Regions from separate parts of the Mus musculus genome. Here regions 1 and 2 are each linked to region 3. The links are chromatin contacts, called in public HiChIP or PLAC-seq and promoter capture Hi-C maps. All regions are on one chromosome and are shown on one strand. Each heading gives the region's core, a stretch centred on a gene start, on an enhancer-like site or on the middle of the called end of the contact. The rest is flanking DNA. Distances are from core to core; before and after follow the strand shown. Region 1 overlaps Exph5 (exophilin 5). Region 2 overlaps Atm (ataxia telangiectasia mutated). Region 3 holds the start of 4930550C14Rik (RIKEN cDNA 4930550C14 gene).

Evidence for each region. Promoter capture Hi-C pulls out the DNA fragments that hold promoters and counts their contacts. HiChIP or PLAC-seq counts read pairs in DNA pulled down with a chosen protein or histone mark.
Region 1: a promoter capture Hi-C map of liver shows a contact between it and region 3. The contact joins the enhancer-like site here to the promoter of 4930550C14Rik in region 3. A contact is called at or near these places in 1 of 39 promoter capture datasets (liver), 18 of 484 Hi-C or Micro-C datasets (the AML12 cell line, CD8 T cells, the HL-1 cell line and 8 more), 4 of 115 datasets of contacts at active chromatin or transcription factors (embryonic stem cells, hepatocytes and pancreatic cancer cells) and 3 of 9 other capture datasets (adipose tissue, liver and pancreatic islet).
Region 2: an RNA polymerase II HiChIP or PLAC-seq map of embryonic stem cells shows a contact between it and region 3, with 13 read pairs. The contact joins the enhancer-like site here to the promoter of 4930550C14Rik in region 3. A contact is called at or near these places in 3 of 484 Hi-C or Micro-C datasets (Th1 cells, embryonic stem cells and nephron progenitors), 3 of 115 datasets of contacts at active chromatin or transcription factors (CD8 T cells and embryonic stem cells) and 1 of 9 other capture datasets (adipose tissue).

The regions. Positions count from the first base shown.
Region 1 is chr9:53,321,875-53,325,905 of GRCm38.p6, forward strand. All of the region lies in intron 1 of Exph5 (exophilin 5), which reads left to right. Among named protein-coding and RNA genes, the nearest start is that of Exph5, 22 kb to the left of the region's middle. Within about 2 kb of position 1,742, at least 22 of the 459 cell types and tissues checked have an H3K27ac peak or open chromatin away from gene starts, as enhancers often do. A contact at or near this core is called in the AML12 cell line, colorectal tumor organoids, hepatocytes and 3 more, where this site is marked.
Region 2 is chr9:53,506,036-53,509,932 of GRCm38.p6, forward strand. Atm (ataxia telangiectasia mutated) reads right to left here. Exons shown (of 63, transcript NM_007499.3): 15 at 1,743-1,868; 16 at 508-597. Among named protein-coding and RNA genes, the nearest start is that of Atm, 29 kb to the right of the region's middle. Within about 2 kb of position 2,121, at least 32 of the 459 cell types and tissues checked have an H3K27ac peak or open chromatin away from gene starts, as enhancers often do. A contact at or near this core is called in embryonic stem cells, where this site is marked.
Region 3 is chr9:53,402,376-53,406,718 of GRCm38.p6, forward strand. 4930550C14Rik (RIKEN cDNA 4930550C14 gene) reads left to right here and starts at 2,911. Exons shown (of 9, transcript NM_001376944.1): 1 at 2,911-3,237.

The DNA of each region.
Region 1 (4,031 bases), core at 492-2,991, 82 kb before region 3:
CACTGTATGAATGTCGCTTTCGAAGCTCACGCAGAGTCACTGAAGACAGAAGCGAAGCAGTCAGTCTGTGTGGGCACCAGCACCAGACAGGTAAACTACCATTCTTCTAAAAGCCCCAGAGCACTCAGGTTTGTGACTCAAGAAATTAATGCATTAGCTTAAATGTATTAAGTGCACACCTGAGGGGTCAGGACGTGTCCAAGAGTGAGATCCAGCAGACATGGTGATGAAGAGATGCTACGTCAAGGTCTCAGTGTGTGCATTTGCTTAGCTAAGCCCAGTGTTTTGTGGAGTCAGGATGAGTAGCATTTTTACTCATATTAAAATATGAGGTCCTTGATAAATATTTTGAGGACCTATATTTATAAAAGGTATGTAACCTATTATTGTTAATGTAAAATCCAGGGTTGAAGAAATGTGTAATGTATTTGGGAGACAGACCATAAAAATTTAAGAAATTTCTCTCCCTCTCTTGTTTGTTTGTTTGTTTGTTTGTTTTTGTCTCACTCTGTAACCCAGGCTGTCCTAGAACTCACTACATACCCAAGGCTACTTTTAAAAGTCTGATGATGCTCTGCCCTTTGACAATTTATATAGGATTGAACTGCTCATGACTGGAGAGTAGTACAGACCGTGGTGATGCAGGGCCAAGGACGCAGAGAAACGTGGATGGAACTAAGCTTATAAGAAAAGTCTTTGCAGAGAGGCCAGCCATGCGGGCTCAGCTCTGGTGTGGATATGTAGAATGTGGCTAGAGAAAATGATTACTAATTATGGCTTGTTGCTCTTCCAACTGAATAGAATATCACACTTATCAAATTATAATTCATAGTTAGAATATGTAATCTTCACTTCAGAAAAACCATTCATGTTCCTATCAGAAATTGAAACCCTAAACGAAAGACTTAGTGCTTGCTCTGTGGGAACTGCTGTCTCCTCCTCTCCAGAGCCTCTGCCCTGCCTGACTCTCTCTCTCCTCCTGGCTTCCCTGTATCCCACCCACCTTCGGTGACTATTATTAAATGTTCACTAATTTCCAACCAGTTGACACATAAAGAATGAGTGGATTGTTTCATTTTTTTTGTTTCAACTCTGTAAATTTTAAATAGAAATTCAGTAACCTCTGACACACTTCCCACATGTTAGAGGTTTTGTAGCATCTTTCTCCAATTTCTGGCTTTCTGTTGACTCAGTTGCTCCAGAAAGCAATTTTCAGAATGCTGGGGATCTCCTATGAGTGAGTGGTTGACAGGACAACTAAAATACTTTGCAATCACTGTGAGTGAATATCATGGCTGGCAACCACAGGCAGTTTCAGATGCTTCCTCTAACTGAGTTCAGACACCAGTAAGACTGCTTCTGCCTTGAAAGGACCATCTTCATATTAGCAAGAATGAATCCTATCCTCCTTTGTGACCCTAAATCAAGAGTCTTGGCTTTCTCCTATACATGACAGGTTATACCCATCTTTATCCACCAATAGATATTCAATTTCTCAGTGTCTTCGTACCATCATTAGGAATGTTAAAGCTCATTGTGGTTGAAATGGCTTTTCTCCCTAGCTGAAAAGACATTTTTAAAAACTTTAGCTAGGTGCCAGCACTGAGTCAGGTCATGGAACAAAGGAATTCATGAAAAGGGCATCACAAGCAAAAAAAAAAAGAGAGAGAGAGAGAGAGAAACTTGGAGAATAGCCCAGAGGGCATGACGAAGTCCTCAGAATGGTTGGCAAACAGGGTTTAAATGAGAGAATAAAGGCAAACAAGTTCAGATAAGCAAGCAGGGCTGGGTACAAAGAGGAGTCCCAGAGGTGAGGAGGAAAACGAGACAGAAGTTATTTGATCAGTCCAAGTCACAAAGGGACTAGTGCCAGGCCCATGAGTGTCCCCAGCACTCAGATGCTGCATCCTCCCATCCGCTCAGACAGCTTTATACTCCCACGCTTGTCTGGGACAACAAGCTGCAAAGAGATGGCAATCTTGGTTGGTGAGAGTGTCCTGATAGTATCGTCTGCAGAGCTGGACCACATGAAGCCTTTCCTCGTACTTAGCATGGTGGCTTGAACAGGGAAAGGCAAGGAAGCATACAAATTAAGTGGACTGAATGCGACATTCAGCACAGGTCTGCGGCATGCTCCAGTGGCTAGGGCACGGATACTTGGACCCACCCATGAACTACTCTCAGCAAATATCAGGTGTGGCCAACCCTGCTGTGTGTGCTCTTGGTGCTCTATCTGGAATATCAAAGGACCAATATTACCAGTGATACTATTGGATTAAAATAGCAAGCACAGGTCCTGAACAGAGGCACCATAACAGAGACTCCTGAGTCGACACTTGAGGAAAGACTCAGACCCAAGAGCTCATGAAATAATGTTCAACTCTTTTCTAAGGCCATACTAAAGGACAGACAAACTTTGTCTTTGGGTTTATCTGATAAGAAGAAAATTAGAAGAATGCAGCAACTGGTGGTCTAGAGAGGGCTTAAGATCACTCATTGCTCTCAGAGGACTTCAGTTCCCAGTACCCATGTGGCCGCTCACAACCGTCTGTAGCTCCAGCTCGAGAGTCTGATGTCCTTTTCTGGTCTTTGTAGGTACTGAACACTCAAGTGCACAGATATACATGCAAGCAAGACACCCACACAAATTAATTTTTAAAATAGGACAGTAATAACTAAGATGGGAAAAGGGCCCTTGCGTAGAGACAGACTTGATACGATCTTTCTCCACAGTGATTTGATGACGTGTTTCATAAGCAACTAAAACAAGTCCCTTCTTTGGCTTGCCAAATCTACTTCAAAGAAAGTTATTCCAAGGAAATTATGAGAAACATGCCCAAGATCAGTTTTAAACTATGTTCATGTCAATATCATAACTGTGAAAAATTAAAAAATAATTCATGTGTCTGACTATAAAACGGATATAATGGTAGACTGTTGATATAGTTTAACAGTGTTCTTAACTATAATGCTCAATAGAATGCAGTATTTAAGGTGTGAGAACCCTTTTTAAACACAAACTAGCACACTAAGAAAGTAGGAAAACATTATAATCAGAGAGCATCTTTTACTTTACCTCCTGTGATCTTTTTAAAAGTTACTGAATTAAAATCAGCAGTGCTGCCATGACCTCTCTCCTTGCTCTTACATAATAAAAGTCCTTTGATCACTTTAAAACACACAGCACAGTTCTATTTCAATAAGATAATTAGAAAATCCAGTTTAACCAAGTTCAGCTGTATTCAGTGGACCAGCTAGTTCCTCCTAGCAGCCAACACCTGCTTTCTTCTGCTAAAACCAAGACTGGCAAGATCTGGGGACTATATGTGGGCTTGTTGTGGTGGTGGTGGTGGTTGTTTGTTTGTTTGTTTGTTTGTTTTTTACTTCAAGATTTTTTTGGTAATTTCCAAGTTTTCTGTGTTGCATTGAATTATATTTTCATAAAGTCAACTTAGAAAAACTTTATAATGGCAAAGCAGTTCATTTTATCTACATTTGAAGGATCCTGCCCTAATGCTAAGAATTCCCTTGAGAACAACTCCTGTGTTGCTTATGGCTGGGTGTTTTACTTGTTGATTTTAGGTGACAAGGAAAGTATGTTAGTTTCCTATAAGTGGTGGGTGGCACATTGTTTACATTACAATGGGAAATGAGAAGACAGCCTGGGCCTCGTGCAGTCAGTCCTCAGGAGCTGAAAGTTGGCAGCACTCTGGTACCAGTCAGTGAGGTGAGAGTCCCCAGGTCTGGGGCTCTGAGTTTTTTCTCTGGTTCTCCTTGTTCACATCCATTTCCATGGCTGGTTTCCTTCTCACACCATCCGTCTCTGTCCCTGGCTTCTGCCTGTCTCTAAAGTTGCATTACAGGTTCTATGCCCCTCCCCGTGTTTCTCTCAGCCTCTTGTCTCTTTAGTTAGTTTTAATTCTCATGGTTTCAAGACATGGCATGATCAAACTGTTGTCACTCTCCAGATGGAGCATATCAGCTATGTGGCGCTCTCACTCCAGTTTCACTCTTGAGTCAAGTACAACTTG
Region 2 (3,897 bases), core at 871-3,370, 100 kb after region 3:
GGTAGAGGTATTTTTCTTCTTTGTTTTTTTTTTTAAGGTTTATTTATTTTATTTACATACATGAATATACTATAGCTGTCTTCAGACACACCAGAAGAGGGTATCAGATCCCCTTAGAGATGGTTGTAAGCTACCATGTGGTTGCTGGGAATTGAACTCAGGACCTCTGGAAGAGCAGTCAGTGCTCTTAACCTCTGAGCCATCTCTCCAGCCTGGGTAGAGGTTTTCTCATGCAAGCCTGACATCCTGAGTGCAATCACTGGATCCGAAAAATGATCAATGAGCACCCACTCCCAGGAGTTGTCCTGACTTCTACATATATTGTAGTACACATGCACTGGCTTGCTTATGCTTGCTCACCTCCCCTCCTCTCTGACACATACATTCGTACATACATACACACAATATATATATATACACATACATACACACTCACACATATACATATAATTTTACTACATCTTAGTATCAAAGAAATTTATTAATAAAAAAAGGATTCATACTTACTAAACTTTTACAAATATCTGCAATGTCATTCATAAGCTTTGATGTTAATAATCGTAGGAAAAAGCCAGAGGCAATCTTGTTTGGCGTATGCTGTAATTTGAAAACAGATATAAGCAGTGAACAATAAAACAAATACATAGTTTTCGTAGTACCATTTTCTCTACCTTGAATGAGATGTAGATAGGAGTTCAGAACTGAGGTCAAGTTCTAAGTTAAGATACACCACCATCTATCTATCTATCTATCTATCTATCTATCTATCTATCTATCTATCTATCTTCCTTCCTTCCTTTGCCTTGCCTTTCCCTCTTCTTTCTTTCTTTCTTTCTTTCTTTCTTTCCCTCTTTCTTTCTTTCTTTCTTTCTTTCTTTCTTTCTTTCTTTCTTTCTTTCTGTTTTTTAAGAATAGGACTTATTAAGTCCATTCAAGAGGGCAGTAAACTAGGAAGTAACCAGAATAGCAACTACAGCCTAACTACTTTCCTTAAGGAAATATAAACAAAGTAAATATCTTTGTGTTTATGCATCACTAAAGTACCAGCTACTGATCCTAAACATAATAAGCAATTAACTGTGAGGTTTATTCTGTCCTTTCATGCCTTCTACACTTATATAAATACAGGAAAGATAATGGAAAACAAAACCATACTTTATGAAGAGCAAGCTGCTTGCATACCAGCTTCCAAATACTGTTCCAATTGCTGGTAACACTCTAGCATGGTTTAGTTACTCCACCAGGCAAAACCAAAAAAGGATGACTAACAGAGGCACTTTTTCTACCAAATGTTACCTATGATGATATGGGTTAAAGGAAGTAGCATTTGTACTTGTGTCATTTATCTTTGTTGGCGCTCTACAGAATAAGCTCCATCCTAGGATGGCATTATTTATCTTTGTGGCACTCATCTCCTGTGGTATAGTTGTTATGGGAAAAAAAAAAACATACTTCTTAATAATCAACAAATTAATGAAAGTATACTCACAATAAAAGACTCATCTATGCGTGCGTGCGTGCGTGTGTGTGTGTGTGTGTGTGTGTGTGTGTGTGTGTATGTAATGATAAAAAAATCAAAGTTATGAAATTGTTTCATGAGAAACCAATATTCTCTGAATGTTCTTCTTTATTATTCAATTTAATTTTAGATCAGCATATAAACTTATAAATGGACCAAAAACTCAACACCACTAAATAATATGTCCCATGAATAGGCTATACTACTAAGAAGTCACTCTTACCTTGGTATGTATACACAAGCAACTTGTACACAGATGCATCACATTTCTCAATGAACCAATTCTTGATTCCTCATTTGTTTTATTTTTAAACAGAGAGATACTTTCTCCTGCACATTGCATCAGAGACTATTTAGAACAGAAGATAAAAAGAAGACAAATTCCAGTTGAAATAACAACTTCGCATTGCTATTTTTGAAATTTCATTTAAGGACAAAAATTCAATATATTTACAAACTGAATATGAAACTGGGACTTGGGCTGACACTAGCATTTAAGAAAGGCTGATGCTTGGGCTAAACCCTGACTCCGGTAGGGCTAGTTCTGATGCTAGTTCTGATCCTGTTCCCCAATTGGTTCTTGATATGTCAGTAAAGAAGCCATGGGCCAATTGCTGGACAGAAGGAAGAGGCGGGACCTCCGGGTCCCTGAAGGAAAGGGAGAGACTCAAGGAGAGAAGAGACAAGAGTTGGCCATGCTTCTGAGAAAAGTAGACCAGCAATGTACAATCTCTAAACGGAGTGGCCACACATGCCGCTCCAAACAGGTGGGTGGTCAGGGGAGTTTAGCAGGGTCTAGATGTAACTGAGTAAAGTTTAGGCCAGGTGGGAGGTGTGGAGCTTTTCCAGGCGGGAGGTAGTAACGCCCAGCAATTGTGTCAAAGGGCAAGTTGAACTGTGTGTGTGTGTGTGTGTGTGTGTGTGTGTGTGTGTGTGTGTGTGTGTGTGTGTGTGTGTGTGTGTGTGTGTGTGTGTGTCTTTTATCCTTAGATTCAAGGGAAGCTGAGTGGGAGCTGGTAGCTCAGCCTGCTTCAAGAGCTTAGGCGGGGTAGCAAAAGCTACACGCAACAGACTACCAAGGGAAAAAAAGGGCACATTGTCATGCAATAAGATTACAAGTGACAAACATCCAAAAAGAAAATGGCAAATCTAAGCTATGTGTGGCAATGAACCTGTAATCTTAGTGCTCAGAGAGTATAAAGGACATTAAGTTCCCGGCCAGGTTGGACTATAAAGTAAGACTTTGTCTCAGCAAAATTAACTACAACAAAAATCCCACCACAATCTTAACATCCTGTTTCCTTTGCAATCCCAACACTGATACACTAGTGTTGAGAGATGAAGAAAGCTTTAAGCTAGGCAGTGGTGGCCCATGGCTTTGATTCTTCCGCTGGGGAGGCAGAGGCAGGAGGATTTCTCTGAGTAGTAGCCTAGTCTACAGGGTGAGTTCCGAGTTCCAAGACAGTGAGGGTTACACAAAGAAACCTTGTCTCAAAAATAAATAAATACATAAATAAATGGAGATAAACAAAGTTTTAAGCTTAGAAAATACTTGAATAATATACTCAATAAAGAGTTCCTTATTATAGATTATCTGAGGGAAAAATTTTAAGAGTACAGATAAAAATCAATATGTATAGCTAAGGATGGTAGTACACACTTTCAACCCCAGAATTTAGGAGGTCCAAGGCAAACATTCTGCAAGTTCCAAGACAGTTAGGGACCCTACCTCAAAAACCAGTATTCTAATAAGGTTACATTGTGATATGAGATCATTTACCATATGTATTAATTACTGGCTTGTAATAATTTCATATTCTAAGGAAGGGCACAGTATTTATTTTAGACTGTGAAAGAAAAAAGTTAATCTATACATATTGAGCATATCTAAAATACAGAGAACAAAAATGTTTCAGAATCTGGAATATTTATAGACACATAACAACGTGGTCTCTTTGGGCTATCCCAAATCTAAATACAAAACTCATTTGTTTCATCAACTCTGCGTTGGTTATATTTTTTTTTCAACTTGACACAAACTACTCATATGAGAACAGAGAACCTTAATTGAGAAACTGGTTGATAGACAAGCTTGTAGGGACTTGATTGATCATTGCTGTAGGAGGGTCCTCTGTAGGCAGTGCCATCCATGGGCAGATCCTGAGGTAAAAAACCAAAGTGGGGGAGCAAGCCAATATACATACAGCATTCCTCCATGGCCTCTGCTTTCCACCTCCAGGATGCTACCGTGGCTGCCCTCTATGATGTTCTACGATCCTGAAGGGTAAACCAGATAAACCTTTCCTCCCCGGGGAGGCTTTTGATCGCGGTCTTTATCATAGCACCAGAAAACTAAAGACAGCGTCTGTCTCGTACAT
Region 3 (4,343 bases), core at 1,661-4,160:
CAAACAGACCTTCATGGGCTCACATGTCTGAACGCTTGGTTCCCACTTTGTGGTGCTGTCTGCAGAGGTTACTGAGCCTGTAGGAGATGCAGCGGTGAGAGAGAAAGACCATCCCTGGGGAGCAGGCTTTGAAGGTTTACAGCCTGCCCTGCCTCCTGCTCTCGCTGCACTTCTGTGTGGCTCCTGAAGCCAAGCCAACCCTTCCCTTTCGTGGTGGCCGCTGGCGCATACGCAAAATAAGCTTTCTTCTTCAAGTTGTTGCTCTGGCATCTTGCCACAGCAACAGGAAAGTAACGGATACACGTGTTTTCCAAGGACTCGCCTTTACTGTAAACGACTAGGCGGCGGCAAGAAGAAACAAACTCCCTAGAGAAACACGAAAGCTGTCTTCCCACCACATCAGGCCATCTGCCCAGGTTTCATGTCCCACGCAATGAGTAAGAGCCCCCTACCACGACACACATCACTGCCCGCAGACGGGGCTCTGGGGTAGAAGCTAAAAAACCATCCATGGACAATTGTTTGCCCTCTGTGCCAGGACTCTAGCATTTGGGGTTGGGGGAGGGGGGCGGGGGAATTCACCAAGCAGTCCACGGTGTGAACCAGTGTGGAGTGGAATGGTGCCTCGCAAAAGGAGTAATATAAATAAATATTTTGCTCTTACTGGCATTATGTTATTTCTGTTACTAATGGGAGCTCATGGATTTGGACAGCTGCACTGGGCCCAGCGAGCCGGGTGAACATAGAGATTGATAGTAGCTAACCTGACTGGGCTTGTTGCAAAAGTCCCTGGAGCTAATTAGCCAGAAAATGAGCTGTAACAGCTGACTGGCTAACGAGGCTGTATATAATCAAGTTATTTTCGAAGTTCATTTCTGTTTCTTATAAACACTGGTGCTCAGCGAAGTTCCCAGAAAACCTTTCGCCCCTGGTAGATTCCTGTCTATTGAATAGATTTGTTGAGTGTTTCTGCTCGGCTTGAGTAAACCTTTCTGACTTTACTGTTCTAGGGAATTTAAGCAGTTTTGGCCTAGTCATCGGGGCCTGAAGAGGAAGCACAGCGGCCCCGAGAATCACTGGGTGAGTTCTCCACCAGGCGCGCCTTTTCTCAACTTTCTTCGATTTGTGATCCGAGTTTGATTGTTTGCTTTCTCAGTGGAAGAGCATGGGGGTTCATGCCTTCTGGGTAAATGTCCTACAACTGAAGTATTATAATCCCAATTTTGTACTATTATTATTATTATGTAAGTACACTGTTTCTGTCTTCAGACACTCCAGAAGAGGGCATCAGATTTCGTTACAGATGGTTGTGAGCCACCATATGGTTGCTGGAATTTGAACTCAGGACCTTCGGAAGAGCAGTCTGCGCTTTTAATCACTGAGCCATCTCGCCAGCCCCAGCATTGAGGTTTTTGTTGTTGTTGTTGTTTGTTTGTTTTGTTTTTTCAGGGTTTCTTTGTATAGCCCTGGCTGTCCTGGAACTCACTTTGTAGATCAGGCTGCCCTCGAACTCAGAAATTGGCCTGCCTCTGCCTGGGATTAAAGGCATGTGCCACCATGCCTGACTATAATCCCAAATTTTAAGACATGTTAAAATCTCGACTGTGGCTGATTGAGGGAAAGTCCTAACCACAGCCCACAATCCCTTGCCTAAAACACCCAGTCTGCAACGCTGGAGAGGGTCTGTGCCCTGCCCCCAATTCCCCTTGCAGTTCCAAGACAGCCAGGACTACATGGAGAAACCCTGCCTTGGAAAAAAAAAAAAAAAACCCTTATGGAAAAAAAATTTAAACAAAAACAAGAAAATTAATCCTTTTTTTTTTTTTTTTTTTTTTTTTTTTTTTTTTTTACAAAGTGAGTTCCAGGGCAGCCAAAACTACACAGAGAAACCCTGTCTCGAAAAAAAAAAAATTTACTCCTATCTGTGTGCTAACACGTGGCTGGTTCTGACTCCCAGCTTCATGCTCCCAGGAATAAGACTTAGACTCAAAATATATTTACAAATACCTTGGCCATAAAGCCAGGGTTTTCTCTGACTAGATCATAACTTACATAATCGACATAAACCCATTATTTTAACCTACATTTTGCCACATGGCTGGCTATCAATGCTCAGGCACCATGAGTCGGTCTCCTCACATCTTCCCGGGCTATTCTCCCTTGGGACTCTATCCCAGAATCCTTTCTGCCTCCTGGATGTTCCACCTCCCATTTCCTGCCTAAGCCATAGGCCACAGACTTTTTAATTGACAGGTGATGCATCCATACAACACACAAGTATTCTCTCTACGCATGGCCACAGTGTCTTGAAGGAGAACCAAAGCCCAAGGCCCTGTTTATGGAAACTGTGATAATTTTGAAGGTCTTGACATTCACTTTGTCACCGAATTTCCTACAGAGATTCCGCCCCCACCCCCCGTAAAAATGCATTTAGTATGTAAGGAAAATATTTTCCTAGAAGTTCATCTTCCTCACAAATTATGTTCCATGCAAGAACATAGAACTGGGCAGGTCTGAATACTCTTCATTTTACATTGTTACACTCTGACATTGAGGTAATGTCGGCGTGCAGGATATTCAACATTCAAGTCAATAAAGCATGCATTAAATATGCAGTGTGCTTTCGGGTTCTGTGAAGTCCTCTATTTAAAACCCGTGTCAGGCTAAGGAGCTTAAATTTAGAAATAGCGTTAGTCTGAGACCTCATGTTACTTAGGCCTTCAGCAAGGCCCGTCACATGCCCGAGATCTCTCTGAGTTCCTTTCTCAAGTCCTCTGCCTCTATGGCACTGAGACTGGAAGAGAGCGAGATTTCTACCAGAACAAACATCAAAGTGAGAATGGTCAGGGTTGGGGGCGGGGCCTAAGAAGGTTGCTAGGGAAGGAGCTATTAAGTCATTTCCGACTGACTAAGTCGTTACCAAGGAAACAGCGGAGAGCGACAGAGATTGGCAAGTCAAGGGACATGTTCCCTCCCCAGCTCCTTTCTGCTCTGGTGTCTGGTTTGATCTTGGCCTGCTGAAAGACGCTAAATACTCACGATCTTAGTATGCTACCATCCTTCTCCATGCTCTGTTCCCCAAACCCCTCTCCTGGCACAGTTGCTCTGCTGTGATGGAAAAGCTTTCCTCTACCTCACCAACCCCCACTCCAGCCTCGCCCTAACTCAGGAGCTGCAGCTTCGGGGATATTGCTAACCCACCTCTCGCATTGGGTTTCCTCCACCCTGTTAAATGCAGTATGTGGTTTTAGATTTTTCTCCCTAAAATATTTAGAGATGGAGGGAGCATTCTAAAGGGTACATGCTTAGGATTTCTGTCTTGTCCCTCAGTATCAAGATGTATAGGTAAAGAGGAATAGCAAAATCGTGAAGACACATTTGCTGAAAAAAATAAAATTTAGTAAAGAGAACGGGAATACGGGTTTGGAGTTGGAGGAAACCACAGGACAAGGGTGTCCACTTGCAGGGCTCCCTCTGAATCCCAGCACAGGGCTATTGGTTTGAGACTGGCTGGTAGTCCTCTCCTAATTGGCAGTTCGCACCTGGGTGTAGTAAAGTCCTGACTTAAGCAATGGTTTCCTTGTGCTCCTTGGGTCTTAGAATTGAAGTATTTCCCACGTGGTTTGAAGCCTCATAGCAAACGGTTCTGCTCTGAATCATAAGTTTCCTTTACCCTCTCCTGCGCCTTTCATCTCTCCTTCTCTAACAATATTTTCACGTTTTAGTGCCTCATATTTAAAAAAGACAAGCCCTCTTGAGTCCAGCCTCATCTTCTGGCTACTGTGTCCCTGCTTCCACATAACAGCCCAGAGCCTACTTTGTCAATTCCTCAACAACCTCGGTCTTTTGCTCTGCGGCTCCACTGCTGGTAATCAGCAGTTAGGTCTCTCTCTCTCATTTTTGACTGTACTCATGCACATTTACCTGACCTGCCATTTAGTACACTAGCAACATTTAGTATAGTTGAACGTGCCAAGGCTTTTTGGTCTTCTTTCTCCTTTCACGAAGTGCCTTTGTTCCTCGGGATCGTTTCTGCGTTGCTGTGCTAGTCACGACAGAATGGCAATGCACACGCTACACCTTTAATTTGCATCATTAACACATCGCCATAGATCCTTAAATCTTAAGTCAACTAGAAAAAGTCATAAATACCGATTTAAAACATTTGATAGTTTTCACAATGCAAATACTCTTAGGGCCAGTCTTATAGCCTCAGAACTTGAGAGAAGCTGGGCAAGGTTAACCCCTAGTCTCTTCCTTATCGTTATTGTTATTGCTGTTGTTTTGCGATTCTTCTGGAAGTGTCAGGCAAACACTCTTTCCCTGAGCTACAGCTCCGGCCC